2 separate regions of the Gossypium hirsutum genome follow, and region 2 is linked to region 1. A link is a contact called in public Hi-C data. All regions are on one chromosome and are shown on one strand. Each heading gives the region's core, a stretch centred on a gene start, on an enhancer-like site or on the middle of the called end of the contact. The rest is flanking DNA. Distances are from core to core; before and after follow the strand shown. Region 1 has its middle 14 kb from the start of LOC107885963. Region 2 holds the start of LOC107885960.

Region 1 (5,591 bases), core at 792-3,291:
CATCGATAATATTTATTCCTGTTTGAGGTATTCTTGAGTTGTCGGTGATGCAATATCACTCTGAGACACATATTTCATATATCGTCTCGAGATGGGACCATTACCTTAAAACATATCCTGTAGAATACGTGTTCCAGGGTGATGGTGCTTTATATAATCATGGGTGACAATCTATATAGATATCTCGGTCAAAGATCGTTTGAGGTCATGTATTGAAGTCTAAATTGGGAGCCAGTTTAAAATCGTTATGTAGACACGAGTTCAAACTTTTTGGATACCTAGAGATGTGGCCTTATAAATACCATACAGAATTTTGAGGGCATAATAATAGAAAAAAACTGAGGGGCTTTTCACTATAATCAGTGTAAATTTTTCTCCATTTTCACGCAGTTGATATCTTTAACCTTTATTTCTATTCGAAGGCCAGCACTGTCATGGACGTAGAAGGACTCTCAGATAGGCAACGACTATTATGTTGGAGTAAAGGTGATTCTTCTTTCGGGGCGACAATAGTTGTCATTATTAAACAACTTATTAATAACTACAATCACTGCAACAATGATCCAAGTTTGACCTTTACTCCACTAGAACATCCTCTCTCCACTTGAGAGTCATCTTGTGTCCACCTTAGTGTCAACTTTTGAATAAGAATAAAAGGTAAAAGATACCAATTGCCTGGAAATAGAGAAAAAATTTATGTTGATTACACTGAAAAGCCTTTCGTTTTTCCCTATGATTATGACCTCAATCTTATGTGTGATATATATAAGGCATCATTTACAAGTATCCAAAAAGCTTGAACTCATGACTACATAACGACCGTCAATTGACCCTCAGTTATACTAAAACCCATGACCGCATAACGACCGTCGACTGGGACTTTGACTCGTGACCGTATCAAGCACTATCTTCTCGGAACCCCATTTTCATAGAATGAGTGTCTGAGGTAATGGTTCTATCTCGGCATGACATATGAAATGTATATGTTCTGAGACGCGTTATCACATCCTCAGCCCTTCAAATCTACTTATAAACTTTCACGGTTTCACCTTCGAAACCTTAAACCCAATAAAAACCTTAAAACTTAAACCCCAAAACCCTAACCTTAAAATCAGCCCTAGCCCTAAAAATCCTTAAAAACGAGGCCAATTAACAAAAAAAAAGCATCTATTACCTATTTTAGCCAAAATTTATAGTTGGACGTAAATAATTTAAGTTTGAAAATATTTGACATCATTATGTGTTTTTATTTAATAGTAAAACTATATGAATATTTCAAAGTTTCACTTTTTTTTTACATATTAATAATTAATTTGACACAAGGTTTAAATTATAATATTCTAATTATTGTTTATATTTGAAATTAATTTTATACAATTTTCGACCTACCTATAACTTCCTCAATTCCTTAAGTGGAGGAAATTCCACGTTTAAGCATATTGAAATCTACGTATTTCGATATGTTATAATAGCAACAAAGTTAATTGAGCTTAGGTTTATATCTTTTATGAAAAATAATCATTTTTAGTTAAAATATGCTATTAGTCCTTATACTTGTATACAAATTAAAATTTGATCACTGTACTTTAAAAGTAAGAATTCAGTCCTTTAACTTTTTAAAATAAAAATACTAGTCCAAATTATCCTTAATGGTAGTTTTTGTCAAAAATTTTCAATTTACTATATTTGTTTTCATGTTTATTTTCTGTCAATCATCTGTCACATCATACAAAGACAACCTAATTAAAATTTCAAGTTAACAAATTCTGACAAAAAAGATTTGCAAATTTATTGACTGAACTGAGATTTCTAAATAAAAAAGTAAGAGGATTTGATTTTTAACCTTTTAAATATAAGAACTAATTCTTAAATATTGTCAAAATGCAGAGACTAACAACATATTTTAACCTAAAAACAAAAAGATAATAAAACAAATCCAAGCCCAAATTGGTTTGGAAATAACTTCTATAATAGCCGAACACATGATATGGGCCAAATGCTCTCCAAACCAGTCATAAAAAAGGAATTTAGAAAGCCCACAAACACTGTCTTTACTTCATACATGTAGTCCCTTGGGACCCATTCAGGTGTCTTTAATTCTTTATTGAAGTACCCAAGAAAGCAACAGAGATTTCATTGTCTCATAAAATTTCTTGGGGCTTCACAGATTCAGGCACCTCAAGTGGCTATTCTCTTAATATCACATGAATCAATGAAATAATTATTGAATAGATATTGGATCATTATCACCAACAGTGTTCCATTGCTCACCTCAAGTGGCCAACAACAAAGGAAGCACTTCTACTTTTGTTCCACTGCCCACCATAATGTTTTCAAGTGGGGGACTGTGTAGTTAAAAGGAAATCACTTGGTGTAAAACATGGTTTGATCGACCAATTCTGTAGTTGTCAACTTGACATTGCAGAAGAACCGTTATTGACTGAAAGTTTCAAACATTGTTCCATCAGGTCCATGGCAGGTTTGGTTCTTTAGACAAGGGGTAAGTTCCAAGACCTACTACTGCAAAGGAAAAAAGAAAAGAACTGTTTTATCAACCTTTTGTGGTTCATTGAGCTATTAGATGATAGTTCATATTCTAAAAAGCATATTATGGTTTAGGGTTAGCTATGTCGAAGGGTATGTCTTGTCAGTCTTCACCATCAACTTCAATGTACGTATAATGGCAAGTAGTTCAGCATTGAATTAAATACCTATATGATACATGTAATCCATGGTGACGACATCACATTATAACATTTCAATACCATTGGCAGAGCAATTATACATATACATAAGCATATAATGGTCCTGGAAACAAGTCCATTTAATGGTGGAGGGCCTGCCTAATAATTGTTGCCTCAGGATAGATATTGGAACCACTTTTATGCAATTTAATGTATTTTGTATTATGTTTTTGCCAAAGGATTCGCACAAGTCAATGTAGATTCCAGCCAGCTAGGTCATCATTGTTCATCAAAGGTGATAACAACTTCCTTGTAGGGATTGGCTAATGGGAACTTATACAGTTGCTCTCAGCCATACGATATATATGAACATGTGCCAAAACAAGAGAACCTCTCTGGCCGACAATGCCAATGTTATACGAGACCGAGTAACACATGCCGGTTCATCAGCCCATCCCCAGGCCAACATATTATCAAGAATCCATAACATGAATGATGAAACTCAGATCAATGTGTGTGTATATGTATATAGTTGGACACATGGTTCATCACTTTTATCAGAACCTGGTGGCGACCCTCCCTTAAGCTGCAATTTGAGGTGCCGAAAATTTGTTCAGTGACTTACAAGTGCTGTTTGTGAGGCACAGACAGGTAAGATTATCTAAAAAAAAAAAGAATCATATTTCAAGCAGATTTAATGTGAAAATGAGATAATAAAATATGGAAGTCAGTGGACCAATATATGAATTGATGATCATATGTGAGCCTGAATTTATGAGCATCGTCACAATGACGCATGGATTCAAACTTTTAGTGCCTGGTGATTCCAAGTACATGACAGGTTCTGGATAGAGACAGAAAAGATCATAAATGACGACAGAAATGCCTCCCCAAATGTGCTGTTGATGGCTCCAACAATCACACCCATTTCTTCAGTTTTTTTTTTTTTATCCTTTGTTATTCTTTTAAGATCTTAGACAAATCTGAGAACCGCTAATAGCAAACCCTGAAATTTCAGTATGAGTAGGTATTCATCAAAGCCTGTGCGCAACATATATATTACATTCAAAATGGTTAGAACTCGATCGAATTCAAAACTCAAATGACCCAAATTGAAATGGGTAAAAACCAGAATTGACTTATGAAAACATTCTGTTTGGGGTTTGATTTTCCATTTCCATGAATAGTAAGGTAACCTCAGTTTGACTCCAGTTTGGGTGAAGTAAGAACAAAAGCTTATATGTGTAAAGGGAATATTATCCCATGATATCCGGAATGTACATTGTACATTATATACACAAAACAATTCATACTTTTTCCTCATTGACCAGATTTTTATCAATTTCCAATGTTTCCAAAGAAAATTTTAAGTTTTACCGATGCTTAATTAGTTACCAAGAATATGTTAGTCAAAGGTGTCACCTTCTGCAACATGAGTACAACCACTAGCATTTGATCTTTTTGACACAAATCCTAGAATTACTTATAGAATCTTTTAACCCATAAATAAGAAGATAATACATTTCAATGCACTCGAACTTACGCTCTTTTGTATTGATAATAATGTTAGTGCCAATCGAATTAAAATTTAACCAAAAATGATTTATATTTTTTAAATTGCATTTAGATAAGTTTTTATAACAAATATTTGATTTCTTACTTCCAATAAATTTTTAATCAAAATTACTTTAAATTTTTTTTAATTTAATTTAATTTTTATTAATTATAAAACTATAAATTATACGAAATGTAAATTATGCAACACTTATGTTCGGACAATATATCTACATTGATTATACTAAATTTCATCATATCCACTATATGACTGAGAAAATATTTTATGAAAAAACATTAAAGAATGTATAAAAGTTCTTTAATAGTCTGTGGTTCCATCCAAAAAAAAATGTTTGTGGTTTCATTGGAAATTCACGAACGCATCCCTACCTTTCACTCTTTTTTGTTTATTAATCCAACGCGCGAACTCTTTTTTTTTTTTTTTGAGATTTGGTATTTTAAATTTAATGTTTGAGCTTTAATAATATATAGGGTTTAAGCTTTAATATTTAAGCTTTAATATTTAATATTTAATATTAGAGTTTGAGATTTAATATTTGGATTAATATTTGGCATATTGGTAGTGTATTTTTTTTATTTCACAAACAGTTTTAAAAAAAATTGATATATATATATTTTTTAATTTTTAATTTTTTGTTAAATTTTACTATAACTCTATAGAATACTTATTAATCTCTTAATCCTACTTGTGGAGTGTTATAGAATCTAAAAATTTTACTACTGAAACTGTATCAAATATTTTCCCTCCATGTTAAATATTTAAAATTTAGTATCTAATTATAAATAAAAAATTATAGAATAGGCTGACTCTGAGAATAATAAAACCCAAAAAATATCATTTATATAAAAAATAATCAATTATAATTTGAATAATATATTTTTCATATAAAAAATTATGCTATACAATTACTCCTCAATTATGCCTACATTTATTAGTATTTGAATTTACTCATCCACTATGCTATAAAATTATTCTTTTTAAGTAATTCGGGCCATCCGATTTGTATGATCTAAATCAATTTAATTCTTAATGATATGTTTCTTAATTAGATTAATGTTTATAGATGAATCAGTATAGTTATTTAAAAAATTTTCTATGTGTTTTTAAATTATATTTAAAAAAAATAGAGAGGCATATGATGATTTCTTAAAAATGTAGGGAAAATACGATAGTTTTGTCGCGAGAGGGGAAGAAGAAACGTTCCCTCACATTTATTTTTGTAAAAGAGAATTTTGCTTAGACGCCCTTGATAATATTACCATTTTCACATAGACATTATTTAATCAAAATTATACCTTCTAAAAAATTCTACATTGGCCCTACTAATTTTT
Region 2 (5,591 bases), core at 1,488-3,987, 120 kb after region 1:
AAGCATGCTTTCAAAAAAAAAAAAAAGAGTGTGTGTAAAGTGGGAATAAATTGACCAAGCAAATGATACTGAAACAATGAAGCAAACAATGGCTACCAGAAGAGCAACACTTGTTTTCCACAGGGCAGTAGTGAGAGACCCATTCTCGATAGAGGAGAGTGGTTGAAAGGTTTGAATGGAGAGGTAAGGGACAGACTAATTGCACTTACCAGGCACAGGACTTATTTGCTTAAGAAAAACAACCCAATTTTTTTCTTTTATCTTTTAACATAAATCATATATATATATAATATAACAAGGTACGTACCCTAAAATTGTAACAATTGACACAATTATGTTTTTTTTATGTAATTTATATATTAATTCAAAAGATAATTTCTATAATTTTTATTATCTTTAAATAAAAACATATCTATATTTAAAATAAATAGTTAATTAGATGAAATAATTTATTTATTTATTATATAATAATTAAAATTTTATGTTAGTTTTATGTTTAATTTAAATATTAATTACATAAACATAAATTTTAAAAGTTTTATAAAATTTTAATTAGATAAATAGAAATTTAAAAAAAGTTATTTTTTCATTTAATTTACATGATTAATTATATATTATCTATAGTTAAAATTATAAGTTAATTTTATGTTTAAATTAAATATTCAATTAGGTAAACATACAATTTAAAAGTTTGACAAATTTATTCATTTTTCTTGACCAGTTAACTTGACTAACTAAAACAATCATGCTTAAATATTTAAAGCTTCCTATATGGTCGATCCCACAATATTTCACACATAAATCATTCTTTCTTAAAAAAATTTTATTGTACCTTTCAGTATAGAAGATTGTAGAGTTCATTACAAAAAAGTAGAGATGATGTCATCATTGTCGATTTTTGGCAGATTTCATTCTATATTTTACTAGACATTGGAATCGAACGACCCCATTGTTTTTCCAACACAAGAGTTGAAGAGGTTTAGTTGATAGGTGCCATAAAAGTGTTTAAAGGTGGTCATATCATGGTGAATATCGAGTAGAGAGTTTGACTCAAATCAATAGATGATCTCAATGAAAAAGTAGAGATCTTCAGAGGATGAAGGGTCAAAAATGGCGATGAATAGTACATATTTGGCGGTAGATGATCTCATTGAAAGAGAAGAAGAGTTATAGAGAAAAATGATTTTTTTTTAAATATATAAGAGGAAATGTGAAAAAGAAAAAAAAAAGAAATACGTCAAAATCTCAGTCACAAAATGAAATTTGAAGAGTTAATATTAAAAGTTTAATTTTGGGTTAATTTAATTGTAGATCATGTTGTATTTTGTATGGTTATGTTCAAGTTCTTATTTCATTTAAATAATTTCATTTTAGTATTTTTTTCTTTGATACATAGAGTATTTTTTTATTTACATATTTACATTTAAGTATTTTTGCATGTTTTTTTTATGTCTTTTATATGTCTAATAAAAAAAGTCATTTCATATGTTTTATTTTTATTTTATTTTTTATTTTAAATTTAAGATAATTTTGGTTTTAAATTTGGATTTTAACTGTGATGTTAATTTTTTTTAATTTTAAGTTTCAACTTTGGGATTTAATTTTGATGTTATATTAATTTTAATTTAGTAAATATTTAATTTATTGTATAATTTTGTTAGTTTTGTACAAACTTATAAAATGGAGCCTTTTGGACTATGATGTTTAGTGGACGGATGAAATAGCTTTCTCATGCCGTTATAAATGCATATATTTTTTTAGAAAATTACAATAATAAGATAAAACTCGAGTAATTAACATAATTAGCGCGAGTTGAATCTAAATCACATTTACGACAGTGAGCCCTTTGACCATCAGGCCATCACATGGGCTCCTATAAATGTATATTTTAATTTGTTAGATTCTTCGATTGTTTCATACCATTTATAATTTATTTTATAGTAAAATTATCATTATGCTAAGAGAATAAGCTTGATAAAAGTTAATATTTTTTTAGTAAGATAAGTGTTAATCTTTAATATGCCACCAAAATAAGTATATATTTTTCCAATAATTTTTATTAATATGAATAAATGATAACAATAAATTAATATTTAAAAAAAATAACAATTAATTGTAAGATATAATAAAAATTATATATTTTTTCAATAATCTATATCAATATGAATCAATGATAACAATAAATTACCGTTTCAAAAAGTGATAACAAAATAATATAAATTTATTTTTTATTGGATAAAAATAATATAAAAATTTATGCTTTTAATTCAAATAAAATAGCTGTTTTATTTTCTTTCTAATTGACATCGTTAATGCATTGTCTAAACTGTATTTAAAATTTATTATTTTTAAATTATAATTTTTATTGTATTATATATATAGTCTATAAAAATAAATAAATAAATAAATCTTAATAAATATTTTTATTATTAAATAAAATTAACTAGTGCCCAAACTTAAATCTTTATATACATTAAATTAAGGTTTAGACATAAAAAAATAAGTTTATAATTTCATTGTTGCATATTTTATTTATTTAATATTAATATTTGTTTTTCATATCCTTTATACATGAAATATATTATATTCCACATTAAATAAAATTTAGGAAATAATAATTTTAGTAGATAAATTCCTTTTTATGAGAAACATAACCGTCTATTTAACTACCACCACCTTTCCGCTGTAGTCTAAAGCTTCAAAAAAATGAAAAAGGTAAAAATAATAAAATTGAAAAAGGAATTGAGGGACTTAAACGACGTCGAAGAGGCAAATAGCGCCTAAAGCGGGGCAAGATCCAACGGCGGGAAACTTCCTAAATGCTAAATCACGAGCCTTTCTCTTCTTCTGCCTCCCCCTTTCCCTCTTTCTCTCCCGCACGAACGCAACTCACTGAGTCAAGTCCAGTCAAGTTCCTTTCCACTCTCTTTTCTTTCTTCCCCCATCCCCCCTCAACCCTATGCCCTTTTTCGTCTTTTCCTCTGCAATTTCCATCCAAGGGCTCCCATCGTTCCACGTCACTTCCGTCTTCTTCAACTCCCCCCTTCCCCTTCCCCTGATCCCCTCATCTCCTTCCTCTTTTATTTCAAAAACTCCCTTTAGGGTTTCTCAGATTTAACTCTCTCTTCTTTTTCTTCTTCTTTTTCTTTTTGCTTTTTTTCCTCCTTATTTTTCTTGATTAGAAAATTAGAAGAAAAGGAGATCTCCAAATCTTCAATTTCGCCGCTGATATTTCTTCACTTCCTTTCGGACGAGGTATACATATACATATATATGTTTTTATATTCTTTTGAATATTGTTTTGCTTCTTCAATTTTATTATTTTTACTGTATTTCAGTTTTTCTTTTAGTTCGTAATTTCAAATTTTGAGAATTTATTTCCTTTATTTGTTTCTGTTAGGTTTCTGATGAATTCGTTGTACTCCGAAAACGGTGAAAATAATTCTTTTTGAAATATTAAATTGGTTAGAATTGAGGATTAGAAATTTCTTTTTTTGGTGCTTAAGGTTATGATGGCGATTGAGAAGAGTAATTCCAAAGTTTCACCCTTTGATTCGGAGTTTTCGCCTGGTAGTAGAGAGATGACTGTGTCAGGTGATGAGGACGAGCTTCAACGTCCAGGGTCAGCCGTTGATTCTGATGATGAATTTGACGATGATGCTGATTCAGGAGCAGGTTCGGATGACTTTGATTTGTTGGAATTAGGTGAAACCGGGGCTGAATTTTGCCAAGTCGGGAACTCGACCTGTTTGGTTCCTTTTGAGTTATATGATCTTCCTGGATTGGAAGATATTTTGTCTCTTGATGTGTGGAATGAATGTTTAAGTGATGAAGAGAGGTTTAGCCTTACTAAGTTTTTACCTGATATGGATCAGGATACGTTTATGCGGACCTTGATCGACATTTTTAAGGGTAATAATCTTCACTTTGGGAGTCCTATTAAGAGTTTGTTTGATATGTTGAAAGGAGGGTTGTGTGAGCCGAGGGTTGCACTTTATAGGGAGGGCATGAATTTCTTTCGGAAGCGGCAGCATTACCATCATCTGAGGAAGCATCAGAATACTATGGTTGTCAATCTTATTCAAATGAGGGATGCTTGGCTTAATTGTAGGGGATACAGTATTGAGGAGCGGCTTCGTGTTTTGAATATTATGAGAAGTCAAAATAGTTTGATGTATGAGAAGTTGGAAGATAAGGATTCTGCATCCTCTGATGGAGAGGATTTGGTTGATGGTTTTTGGAGCAAAAGAGTTAAGGACTGGAAAGCTCCACAGAAATCAGGTCGCTACTCTGGCTTTGGGGTTGAACCAGATTTAGAGTTTGCATCGCGAGGACAACTGATGGATTTGGAACCATCAAAATACAGGAAGCAGAATCCAAAAGGCAAACTGAAGACAGGTGAGTCAAAACTTCCTTTTGCAAGAGAGTTTGGCAGCCGCTTTTCCCCTGATTTAGATATGAATTCTGAGCCATACGGTTTGCCAGGAACACTTCCTCGAGAGAAATATGAGTCTGCAGCACTCAGGGCAAGGGATTGGATGAGGTTAGATGATGCTGAAGACCCAATGTTTGGAACAGGTATTCAGCGAAACCAAAATGCTCTCGGTAATAGCTCCATGGGCAAATCTGGTTCTTCGAGAGCAAGGAAGAAGTACAATCTTTTAAGAGGGGAAGAATTAGCCACTGATAGTTTCATGGCTTCGCCTTTGTCTTCAAAGCATGATTTCCTTTCCTATGGTAGGAATAGGAATGCGAATCAATTGTCCGAGGCAAAAGTGTATGCTTCAAAGCCTCCTAATATGAGAACATCTCATGATTTTGCCAAAAAGTCCAAGCGTTTCAAAAACGACCCACTATTTGCAGCCGGAGATCAAATAAAGTCTATAAAAGGCCGAATTCCTTCGCTGCCATTGCAAGGGAGTCGAGTTGACTTATCTGAGCGCACTGAACTGTTTTGGCAAAATGAAAACCAAGGAGAAGATTTCTCTGTGGATTTGTCTGTTAGACCTGATGATTGGAATATTAAGCACAAGAAATGGAAAACACTGCGGCAATCTCCTGATCTCAGTTTTAAATCTTATAAAGCTTCCTCACCACTGATGAGTGACCAATTCTTGAAATCTGCCAGTAGAAAGAAACCATCGCAGGAGAAGATTAGAGGGAACTATTTGCAAAATGGAGGAGCAGTTATGGCCATTTCAAAAGGTAGTAGAGCATTTATTAAAAACGAAGAAACAGAATCTGACTCATCTGAGCAATTTGATGATGAGGAGGAGAGCAATCCTCTAATGAGAGGCAAGTTGGCATACACCAGTGGCGTCATAGAAAATCCTCGCCTGTCTTCATTGAATTCTGGCCTTGATTCTAAGAAGACCAAATCTTCAAAGAAATATACTATGAAGGATGGATGGCCTCTTGATGGAATGAACCGCTACTCCAAAAAGAGCTTTGAGGAAAATGTGCACGTGGCAGGAGTAGAAAGCTACTATTCGGAAAGAAAACAGAAGGGTAAGATGCATGAAAGCAGTCCCTTACCTAACTCTGGTTCTAGAGTTTTGGATGAGGTTGGTGGGAAACAAGTTTCCAAGTTG

What was found. A called contact is a pair of places that touch in the nucleus more often than the background predicts.
Region 2: a contact with region 1 is called in a Hi-C map of leaf, with 2.9 times the contacts expected there. The contact joins the promoter of LOC107885960 here to the enhancer-like site in region 1. A contact is called at or near these places in 12 of 34 Hi-C or Micro-C datasets (anther, callus, fibers and 2 more).

Annotation. Positions count from the first base shown.
Region 1 is chrA03:6,890,765-6,896,355 of Gossypium_hirsutum_v2.1, forward strand. No RefSeq gene overlaps it. Among protein-coding and RNA genes, the nearest start is that of LOC107885963, 14 kb to the left of the region's middle. Within about 2 kb of position 2,042, at least 1 of the 9 cell types and tissues checked has an H3K27ac peak or open chromatin away from gene starts, as enhancers often do. A contact at or near this core is called in leaf, where this site is marked.
Region 2 is chrA03:7,009,596-7,015,186 of Gossypium_hirsutum_v2.1, forward strand. LOC107885960 reads left to right here and starts at 2,738. Exons shown (of 4, transcript XR_001680593.2): 1 at 2,738-3,255; 2 at 3,401-5,591.